Linked DNA regions of Mus musculus: region 2 is linked to region 1. The links are chromatin contacts, called in public Hi-C maps. All regions are on one chromosome and are shown on one strand. Each heading gives the region's core, a stretch centred on a gene start, on an enhancer-like site or on the middle of the called end of the contact. The rest is flanking DNA. Distances are from core to core; before and after follow the strand shown. Region 1 has its middle 48 kb from the start of Sh3bgrl2. Region 2 has its middle 37 kb from the start of Gm39384.

Region 1 (5,772 bases), core at 1,208-3,707:
GCGTCTCTAGTGATCCCTGAGAAGTTCCAGCACATGTTGTGAGTACTCAACACCCACATCGATGGGCTTTTGCTGTCATTGACATTAAGGGTGTGGAGCGGAGATACGCTCACGTGGTGCTGAGGAAGGCAGACGTTGACCTCACCAAGAGGGCTGGAGAGCACACGGAGGATGAGGGGGAGTGTGTGATCACCACTTTGCAGAATCCACGACAGCACAAGACCCCAGACTGGCTCTTGAACAGACAGAAAAGGATGCGAAAGATGGAAAATTCAGTCAGGTTCTGGCCAACGATCTAAACAAGCTGTGTGAGGACCTGGGGCAACTGAAGAAGATTAGAGCCCATGGGGGACTGTGCCACTTTGGGGGCTTTCGTGTCCAAGATCAGCACACCAAAGCCACCAGAGCTGTACTGTGGGTCTATTCAAGAAAAAATGAGTCTCTGGTCCTTTGCTGTTAATAGTTTATATAGCTATGAATAAAAAGAATTTATTACCCTGACAGTTAGCAGTCTTTACTCTCTGTTCGTCCTTATAAGGTTATGTTGTGCCCCCTCCCCCCATAGCCCGTGAATATGCAAATGAAGCATCTTCCAACATCCCTGCCCTGGCCAATTGTTCACAGTCACACAAACCTTGCCCCCAGAGACCCTGGACATCTCCCCAGGGACACAAATACTACTTTCTCCCTCCCCACTAAACTGAACCAGTGTTCCAAAGCTGTTCCCTCTGAGTGTGGAGTGTGTGTTCTTTGCCGGTGCACTCACCGCGGACCAAGATCCTGCCTGCACCCACCCGTGCCCGGCTAAACTCTCTTCTAGTCCAGCCCAGTGCACAAGGGGCCTGGCTATCCTGAGCGGGAGAAGCAGACACAGGCCAACAGGGAGGGCCAACAGGAAGGGACTTCATACTGTGATCCTAGCCACCTCACTAGCTACCTCCACGCCTGAGATTAAATCTTGAGTTCGTTGGCCTTGGGGCCAGATAAGGATAAACCTGGGGAGGAGCCCAGTAAGCCAGGCACAGATGGATGCCCTTGTGAGACTATGGAGCAGCTCCAAAGGGCTTGGGACATTTTTAAATGTTTTTTGTTCTGGAATCTCCTGGCTTTCTCCCTAGGACTGTACCGCTAACCTTTTTGCATGAACTCTTTTCTACTCCTGGCAGGATGGAATCATTCTCTGCCAAAGGGCTCTGTTTCACTGCCCCTGCTTTTCCTCGAGCCTTTAATCCTCCCACATATCTGTATCCAGGCAAAGACTACATTTCCTCCCTCCGCCTGACTTTTATTCAAATGGAACCACTGTAGCATTTCTGAAGTCCCTTAGATGGGACCACTGGAGGGGTGACCCTACTACCACACCAGAATACCCAACGGAGCTCTAAAAAGCCAGACCAGCCATTGCACAGTTCCATGGAGGTAGTTATGGATGGGGAGAGTTGTAAACAAGAGAGAGAATCGCAACAGCGACATGAAAAACAAACAATTTTGATTCTTGTCTTTGGCCAGAAATGTCATAAGCACTCCAGGCAGAGACCCTGATTCCTGTGCTGGTTTTGGTTTTGGCCTGGCCAGAGGTCAGACTTGCCAGAAATGTTTCAGCCAGAGGTTCTGTGTATGCCACAACCCATTGCTATGTCAAAGCACATGGATACCTTGTCATTGGATGGTATAGTTAGCATGATCTGTTAATCTGACACAACCCAGAGAAAATGCCATGTCTGTAGGGCATTTTCCTTGATGGCTAATTTATGTAGTAGGGCCTAGCTTGTTATGAGAAGGACCCTCCCCTAAGCAGGTGGGTAGCTGAACACAAGCAAGGAACTAAGGCAGTAGGCAGCTTCCCTCCATGGCCTCTGCTTCATTTCTGCCTCCACGTTCCTGCCTTGAGCTCCTGCCCTGGCTTCCGTAGATGACTATAACCTTAAAGGAACTCTTTCCTCCCCTGTTGCTTATGGTCATGGCGTTTATTACAGCAACAAAGAGCAAACCGACAGCGGGCCAATGCGAATGACTAGCTCACACCATGCCTCAATCATTTCTACCATAAGTCCCATGAAAGTTTCCCCATCTCTGAATCCTGCTTCTGCTTTATAGGAGCTCCTCCCCCTCCCAAGCCCTCCCAGTCCCCCCCCCCTCTTCCCCTCTCTCTGGCCCTCTTGTTCTCTCTCTTTGGCTCTCTGGTTCTCTCTTGGCTTTCTCACTCTTTTCTTCCACTTGCTCATCTTCTTAGGCTCTCATCAACAAACCTATACCAAATTCCTTTCTAGAAGCCCACCTATTCCTGTGGTGCTTGAAAATCATTCGTCTGAATTGTGAGGCAAGACCTCAGAACAATTGGAAGTTTTGTGTGACCATGGGCTTTCAGCACACGACCTCCTTCTGAGTTAAGCCCCTCTGAGCCTAGAAAGTCTCTGTCACTCAAGGACCACACTTTGCTCAGTGTCACTAAGGTGATTATGACTAATCTGCACTGGAGCTTCTTGGACTTAGAAACAATGCAGAGCAGGTTGGAACCACCTTAATCAGATGCAGTTCTGGGTATCCAGGACGACATATTTTTATCTAAATTCCCCAAGTGGTCCTGACAAAAGTACTAAAATCCTCAGTTGTTGAAAATTATCATAAAATAATTCACTTGATGGTGCTTTGGATGAAGTACTTAAAACTGCCCATTCATTCAACTATTGACACATTTTCACATGAATTGTTTATCACAGGCGTGTGAGACAGGAAGAGCAGGAAGTATCGGTCCAGTCTACAGATGATAAATTGAACAGGTTAAGGTCCATGTGTCAATGTCAGAGCTGGAGAGATGCCACAGGTCTCTGCCAGGAGCTCTCATTTGCCATGTCGCTCCTACAATAGACCTCCATCTCCGTAGGTATCAAGCTAGGGCAGCAAGAAGGCTTATATTCAGAAGGTGGTTGGATGCCGAAGTAAGGAAGGATTGCAATTGGTCCTGTGTAGTCCCATCTCTCCCTTACCTGTCCTTCCTTCCCTGGCTCCTCCCTCTGAAGGATGGGAGAGAGGAAAATGTAAGTTTGTTACTCACGTTGTATCCTCACCATTTAGACCAGAGATCCACTCCTGTCTGGGCTATGCTTTTTAAAGTAAAGAATACACTTCTCAAAGTCTCCTGCCTCAAAACTTCCCTTAACACTCAGGCCTTTCGAGTTTTCCACAGGCCCCCATAACTATCGTCAGTATTTTTCTACCTATTCAATTCTATTGCGATTATAGTAATCCCTTTCCAAGGGAGCTTATCTGAGAGAAAATTATATGGCATGGAAATTGCTCTGTATCTTTTCAAAAACGGAGAGAAATTTTAGTATAAAGGAGCTACTTATTTGAAAGGATGTAGGGATGAGAGAATGCAGCAACTGATGGTAGAGGTTGCCTATGAGGCCAGAATGGCTCTAATATTAGCTTTTCATTCCTGTGACTGCTATTTCTGTCTCTCCTGGGGACTCATCTCACTCACTGAAGTACACAAGGATCATGGAGCATGAGAAAATGCTACATTAAAAAAAGAAAAAGAAACTAGGACTGTTGACTTGAATCAAGTAAAACAATTTTATCTTATTAAAAATTGAAAGGAAAGAGTTAGTAACTGGGTTTTGTGCTGATTACTTCTCATAAGTTTATACAATTTATTTTCTCAACTGAGAAATCACCTTATCAGACTGGCCTGTGAGCTTGTCTGTGGGGCATGTTCTTGATTGCTAATTGTTGTGGTGGTTTGAATAAGAACACCCCCCATAAACTCATATATAAGAATATTTGGTTCCCAGTCTGTGGACTGTTTAGGCAGAATTAGGAGATGTGGCCTTGTTGGAGAACAGGTGTCACTGGGGGTAGGCTTTGAACTTTTAAAATCCCTGCACTCTCTCTCTGCCTTGTGCCTCTGGTTAAGGACGTAAGCTCTCAGCTACTTGCTCTAGCACCCTGCCTGCCTGCCTGCCTGCCTGCCTATCTGCCTGCCTGCTAACATGCTCTCCATGATGATCATGATGATCATGGTCTAACTCTTTGAAACTGTAAGCAAGCCCCCAGTTAAGTGCTTTCTTCTGTAAATTGCCCCAGTCATGGTGTCTCTTCACTGTAATAGAATTTAGGACCTCTGCTCACTCCAGTCAACCCCGCTCACGCCAGTCGGCCCCACTCTGGCCCAAAGATTTATTTATTATTTTAAATAAGTACACTGTAGTTGTGTACACCTACAGTGTGTCAGAACTGGAAGAGGGCATCAGATCTCATGGGTGGTTGGGACCCACCATGTGGTTGCTGGGATTTGAACTCAGTAACTAAGACACTAATTGATATGGGAGCTCTCAGCCCACTAGGAGTGGTGCCACGCCTAGGCAAGTAGGCCCAGGCACACATAAAAGGAAGTTCAATGGGAGCAAGGATGTGAGCATTATTCTTCAACAGTCTATGCTTCACTTCTTGCCACCAGGTTCCTGCTCTGACTGCCCCCTCCCTTCCTTTTCCCTGTCCCCTCCTTCATTTTCAGTGTTGGGTATTAACCACAGGACTGTTCACATGCTAGGCAAGTGTTCTATGACTGATCTACATTCCCCTGTCCTGAAGTTACTATTTCATACATGGCATAGAAACCTTCATATGTTAAAAATTTGGATTTAATGAACCTGATAAACCTAAAAATTTGTTTGCCATCTTAATGATAAATTTGTGGGAATGGACATGTGGAGTTTGGATGAGTGACATTAAGCTGTGGGACAGTGACAATGTAGTTAACACATGGGCAGGGCTTATAAAGATGAGTTTTATTTTAGTATGATTGCTTGTATAGATTTGTTTTCATGCCTCTTCTATTGCTATGGTAAGACACCATGATCAAAGAAACGTATAGAAGAATTTATTGGGGGGTGGGGAGGTATACTGGCTGGTTTAGTGTCAACTTGACACAAGCTAGAGTTATAAGAAAGAAAGAAAGCCCAGTTGAAGAAGTGCCTCCATGAGCTCTAGCTGTAAGGCATTTTCTCCGTTAGTGATCACTGAGGGAAGCCCTTTGTGGGTGGGGCCATCCCTGATCTGGTGGTCCTAGGTTCAGTAAGTAAGCAGGTTGGGCAAGCTAGGGGAGGCAAGCCAGTGAGCAGCACCCCTTCATAGCCTCTGCCTCAGCTTCTACCTTCAGGTCCTGCCCCGTTTGACTTCCTATCCTGACTTCTTTGGTGATTAACAGCAATGTGGAAGTATAAGTCAAATCAACCTTTTCCTCCCCAACTTGCTTTTTGGCCATGGTGTTTCATTAGAGCAATAGAAACCCAAACCGAGACAGGAGGCTTACAGTTTAAAAAGGTAACAAGACCATGCCCATCATGTCATGGGGCGTGGCAACAACAATGAAGCATAGCTCTGTGGTCGTAGCTGAGAGCTCACGTCTTAATCCATAAGAATAGTGTAGATGGAGCTATTCTAACTCAGAGTGCCATGGGCTTTTGAAGCCTCAGAACCTGCCTCTAATGGCACACATCCTCCAAAAACGCTACATATCCTAACCCTTCCCAAACATTTCTACCAATTGGTGATCAAGTATTCAAACCTATGAACCTATGGGGGCCATTCTCATTAAAATTCCTCTCAGTGTCAACTCCCTGTGCCTGAGAAGGCTATCAGTAGGATTACATTCTCTGCCTGAATTTGCACTCTACTTTCAGGTAGGAAGTACATCTTTGAAGGTGCCATTCTATATCTGTTGTTCAGTCCCTCTCAGCTCAGAATAATTGGCTTACTAAAGTAATAGAT
Region 2 (5,772 bases), core at 1,761-4,260, 110 kb after region 1:
ACATTGTTCTTACTCCTGCAGCAAGTAAATAACTGAAAAACAAACAAACAAACAAAAAACCCTTCTCCATAGCATCTAACCTGTTTGCCCAGAAGAGGTCGTCTGAAGTGAAGGACCAAGCGAGTCTCAGGAAATGGCAGGTGATGGATGCCATGCGCCCTGACTCTCAGTTCAAGGTATCCAGTGAGTCGCTGAGTGGGTAGATGGTTGGATCAGTGATCCTGCCACAGACCCCCCCCCTTTATTAACTCTGGGGAAATGCAAAGTCAAAGAAAAATGACTAACAACCTAATTGGTCCTGAGTGATGCCTGGTCAGTGCTGTGCTCACCAACGCACTTGAGCCTCTGTCTGTCCCTGGTCCACGTTTGGATGTTCTCATGTGTACCTTGGGGATTTGTGTGCCACTAAAACACGCTGACCAAGTCAAGAGTAGCAGATCCAGATTCAGAAGGCCAGTACCATTCTCCGCCTCGATGAGCACTTGAAAGCCACTCCCAGCGTGGCTGCTCACAGCGCCTTCCCCATTGCACCGGCCAGTGGGCCTGGGAGAGGCATCGTAGGAGAGGCGTCTGCAGTGGGCCCTTCTGCACAGTGGGCTCCAGCCTGTGGATTATGTGCTGTCCACAGGCAGGCCTGAATACCGCTGTTGGCTGGATGCTGACCGCCTTCATCAGAAAGCCCAAGTTTGTCAGACATTAAGTGCAGTGTAAGCCACGTCGGGAGATTTGGGACCTTGATCTTAGCAAAGTGCTAATTGAAGAGCCTGGTTTTTCTTTTCAGTAGCTAAGGAAGGCTTGCTGCTGCTGCTGCTGCTGCTGCTGCTGCTGCTGCTGCTGCTGCTGCTGTGCTACACAAATACAGCCAAACCTGAGACCTTTCTGTGCTATCCATTTTCTCAGTATGAACAAAATTCACTTAATTTCATGCATATTTTGCAACCCTTAACTACCCAGTCAGTTTAGACAGTGACAACTTTTGGGTTGTTGCTCTGACTGAGGGGGAATAAAAACAAAAAAACAAAAAACTCTGGCCTTCCTGGGTTTCTTACTAGCCTCAGTCCTGGAGTCAGAGATCAATAGGTGCTGCTTGTAGAAGTAAGACAGGAATCTGGCAATTTAGAAGTTAACTAGATGTAGCCCTTAATATATGAGCTAACGGCTGTTCAGTAGTTTTCTTAGGTAGAACAAGTGGGTGGATGATAAAAAACAGTGTGTTCCCTTGTCTTCCAGTAGCTGTGATTACAGTCAAAGTGAAGTTCTGTGCCTAATAATAACTTCAGTTACACTGAAAGCCAGTGGGAAGTGACTGCACATAGATTAAGTGTAAGATCAGGGAAGCTCTCATATTTTGATTGATATATAGACATATTATATAACATATAATATATAATACATATATATGTATACATACATATATATATATATATATATATATACACACACACACACACACACACACATACTAGCAGATAATTGTCTCAAGCTTTAGTTCTACTGAGTTGCAGAGATAAAGCCTAGAAGTATCTTTCAAAAGGCTGTTCCTGTGTCTTAGCCGGCCGACATTGTCTGGGCCAAGGCTATGAAGCATGACCTTCAGCAACCATAAGTTACAAAGTCAGTGTAACTGCAGAGAATGGCACCCAGACAGTGCTGAGGGGCTAGAGAGTTGGCTCACCAGGTAACTGTGTACAAAAGACTCGAATTCCGTGCTCTGCATCTGCAGCTCACCTGGCCTGTAATCCCAGCTCCAGGGGATCCAGTGCCTCCAGCCTCCACCTGCAATCTTGTGCAAATACCCACACACATGCACGCAGCTAAAAATAAAATACATTTTTATTTGAAGTGAGTGATGCTAGTGGCAAAAGGAATGGCTCAGCCAATGGTGTTGGAGGAAATTGTCACATTTAGCATTGAGACAGCGTCCCTGCATCTGGTCATATGGAGGAAAGGGTGAAAGGTCACGGAAGGTCATGTGGGACAAGATCGTTCTTGATAGCAGACTTGTCACCTATCTCCAAGGCTGTGCTGGGTACTTTTTGTCAACTTGATACAAACTAATCACATGGGAAGAGGGAGCCTCAGTTGAGACTTTGCCTCATTAGAATGGCTGGTGGCCACATCTGTGAAGCATTTTCTTTATTGATGGTTGATAATGGGACGGCCCAGCCTACTGAGATCGGTGCCACCCTGGGCAGGTGATCCTGCCTGAGTTCCCACCCTGACATCTCTTCATGGAGGACCATAAGCTGTAAGACAACACAATGACTTTTCTTCCCAGGTTGCTTTTTATCATGGTGTTTGTCCCAGAAACAGAAACCAAAGTAGAACAAAGGCCTTCTAAGTTCTTTTATGTAGCATTCTTATTTCAAAATAGTTTCTAATGAGCAAACTCTTAGACACGGAAGGCACCAGCCTTTAAGTGACTCGAGGTTGGCCATGGTGTTTCCAGATCTCTAATGAACTCTCTGATGCCTTCCCACGACCTTGAAAAGCAACGTGACTCACAGTTGATTCTAAAACCGCAGATACATCTAGTGGGAGGGAAACTACTGGCATATGCTATACAAAGGTAATCACTTCTGTATATAGATCTGGGTATACTTTTAATAAAGAGGTAGTTAAATAACATATCCAGTCTGTGTGATGGCACACACCTGCAGCCTCAGCTGTTTGGGAGGTTGAAGCAAGAGCATTGCTAATCTGAGGCCATCTGAACAGATAAGCAAGACCCATCTAACAAAAGGAGCCTGGATATTCTAGTGCTAAAGAGGAGCATAGAACAAAAGGGATGACATTTACTGGTAACCAGGTACATGATTTCATCCCTTTAATTTTATACAGAAAGGGAGAAGAGTGATAATGGTCTGTAATTCACACACACACACACACACACACACACACACACACACACACACACACACGCTGGATAAATCTTGAGAAAGCAGTATGTATTGAGCAGGCTGGCATTTGTATAACAGGGCTTGGGCAGCAGCGACACCTAGAGGCCTGATGTCTAGATGCAAGTAGAGGGCTTCCTGTTCATTTTAACCATTACCAGAACAAATGAAGAGAACCCTGAAGGTGGCAGTGGCCTTTTCAGAAGCCTTTTGCAGCATGTGAATCTTTACACGACTTTAGATTGCCTAAGGCGTCAGGAAACCTCATTCTAGAAAGATGGGGGGGGGGTGCTCCTGTGGAGGGGAAAGTCTAGCCTGAGTGGAAGCAGACCTGCAAAGGTTTACCTTCTGCAAGCTCACTGTCCAAGGATCGAGAGTTTTCTCTAAAGTAAATTATAGAACAAGTCAGATTCTTCACGTTATCAACCACAGGATCTCATATGCTTTGCAATAGAAAATCTGTAACTATGATGCAGGCTCTGGGGGAAGCCACACAGTGCCCGGGGCAATAGAAAACTTTACTTGCTGAACCAGCAGAAAGTCAGGAGCAGAAACACTATGGGTCGGAAAGCCACAGTGATCAGCCCTTCCTTTGCTGCTAAGGAAGAGGAATTACCACACAGGAGAGGAGGGAAGAGAGGCACAGGGGCGCATCTCTGTGACACTCTCCACAGCAACATTAATTAACACTGCAGCGACTCCCTGCTGCTGACAAGCCATCTAGATGTGGCGGCTCCCAACATGGATGCATGTAAAATTCAGGCTAGAGGTCTCACAGGCTGATGCCAAGAGTTAAGTGGGATGGCTTCTGTTTGTTCCAGAAGAAAATCAGCTGCCTCGTCTTCTCGGCCCCTTGAGGCTGCCTGGTTGACAGTCACATCACGAATCCTAGCATGCTACTTCCTGTCTCTTCCTTTTGCTCAGACACTCCTCCTCATTCTTGAGAGGACCCCAGTGATTACCTTGGGTCACCATACATAATAATCCAGCGTAACCTCTTCATCTCCAGGAGCTCCCATCAGCTTCCTGCTGCCGCCAGGGTGAAGTAGTGCATCCGCGCACTATCTTTAGCCAAGAACATTATCCTGCCTACCTTGAGCATTGCGCGCGCTAACCCTGTGATCCAGGCTAAGGATATTTAAAGTCCCTGACTCTAAAGAAGAAAGGATGCGGATGAAGCAAATAAATCAGATTTCTAGCAGCGTTAACCAGGAGGAGGTTAGTTCAGATGAGGCAGTTAGTTCTATGTCTGACCGATAAGGAAGAGTTAGCCAAGTGAATAGCTTTAAAACAGAGCAAATAACAACATGCAAAGGTTCAAATGTACACATACTTTATTAGTTGCTATGATCAATAAGATATTCGATGATTTTACTAAAAGTGGCAGATGAGGTTTAGCTATGTTATGAGAGAGATTCTCCTACGAAAATATCTCTCTGGGGGTGGGGGAGGGAAGGGAGGGAACAAGAAAAGAGAGGGAGAGAAGGAGGGAGGGAAAGGGGAGGGTGATTTCTCACAAAAGCATTACTTCTGTGTCCTATAGGAGATTGTACAACCTGGCCAAACAGTCAAAGATTTCAAAAGTATTTTAATCTACCTCTTTGTTAGCCATGTCTAATGATAAAAAGAAACTATAAAGCTAGAACTGATGACCCAGTGAAAATATTAAAAGAACATTTCTAGAAAGATGTAAAATATATATTTTTTTGTGAGGCTCTTTCACAGTTCTGTTCTCTTCCCGCTAGCCTCAGGAACAATTCAGGGAGATTTTCATTAAGTTTGAAAAAAAAAATCTCCATGCTAACAACCCAAGTGTGAGTTGTTAAGACACGTGAGACAATTGTGATATCATTGAACCATTTCACGCCAAAGAGCTTGTGAAACATCCCTTCCCTACTAGTTATAGAAATGGTCTTTGATGTTGAACTCCTGAATGTGGCCTCATCCACAGCCGGTGCGTACATCACAGGCTATGGAAAGGGATGTGAAGTGTGGCCGGAGACCTGGGAGGGTCAAGGATCAGCGCACAGCCTGTGAAGAAGGTTCCCTTAAAGAAAGCGGGATGAACAATAAGCTCACTTTGCGCCAGGCATTGCACAAAGGTTCTCGTGATAGCTGACCTTGGTTATCAGCTCGACTACATCTGGAGTCAAGTAAAACCTAAGTATCTGGGCATGCCGTGAAGAGTCGTTTGAGGTGGGGACATCCACCCTAAATCTGGGTGGCACTTTCTGGCGACAGCCCACATATGACACAGAAGGATACTTGTGTTATTTGCCTGTGTGCCCTCGCTGGCAAGTTTGTACTGAAGCATCCCTTTGCTGCCATTAAAACCTGCTTCTTTGGGATCCCAACATAGATGGATGACCATCAGCATTCTAGGACTCCAGCCAGATCGGGACAATAGGGACATCACCCGGTCCCGTGGACTGAACAACTACCAAACTCTTGGGTTTTATATTATATTAATTCTTGGCCTAGATAATAATTTTACCAGTTCTGTTCCCTGAGAGAGAACGCTGACTAATACAGTTCCCCACCCCGAGGGAACCATGGGCCAGCTACACAGTAAAGATGAGAGACAAAGGTGTGCATATCATTCTGCTACTTTAAATATTACGTGACTACTTCAAAGGGGTCCACTAGCAGGCACAGCGGCCTGCTCTCTAGCACTGAAAACAAACAAAAAGGACCCAGAATAAAAGTGCATAGAGGGGGAGCTTTTTAACCCCTTTCTGTCATGGACAGAGCACCAGAAATATCACGTTAGAGGAACTTATTTGAAAACTCGAATTACGATCCATAGAAAGGAGTTTCTCAGAAGAGCCTCCATCAGCAGTAGCAGCCTGTGCACAGGCCTGGGATAGAATAACGA

Evidence for each region. A called contact is a pair of places that touch in the nucleus more often than the background predicts.
Region 2: a contact with region 1 is called in a Hi-C map of rod photoreceptor, with 4 times the contacts expected there. The contact joins two enhancer-like sites. A contact is called at or near these places in 2 of 39 promoter capture datasets (hippocampal neurons and liver), 42 of 484 Hi-C or Micro-C datasets (the AML12 cell line, the AtT-20 cell line, B cells and 28 more) and 2 of 115 datasets of contacts at active chromatin or transcription factors (embryonic stem cells and liver).

The regions. Positions count from the first base shown.
Region 1 is chr9:83,497,669-83,503,440 of GRCm38.p6, forward strand. No RefSeq gene overlaps it. Among named protein-coding and RNA genes, the nearest start is that of Sh3bgrl2, 48 kb to the right of the region's middle. Within about 2 kb of position 2,458, at least 2 of the 459 cell types and tissues checked have an H3K27ac peak or open chromatin away from gene starts, as enhancers often do. A contact at or near this core is called in rod photoreceptor, where this site is marked.
Region 2 is chr9:83,607,116-83,612,887 of GRCm38.p6, forward strand. No RefSeq gene overlaps it. Among named protein-coding and RNA genes, the nearest start is that of Gm39384, 37 kb to the left of the region's middle. Within about 2 kb of position 3,011, at least 19 of the 459 cell types and tissues checked have an H3K27ac peak or open chromatin away from gene starts, as enhancers often do. A contact at or near this core is called in rod photoreceptor, where this site is marked.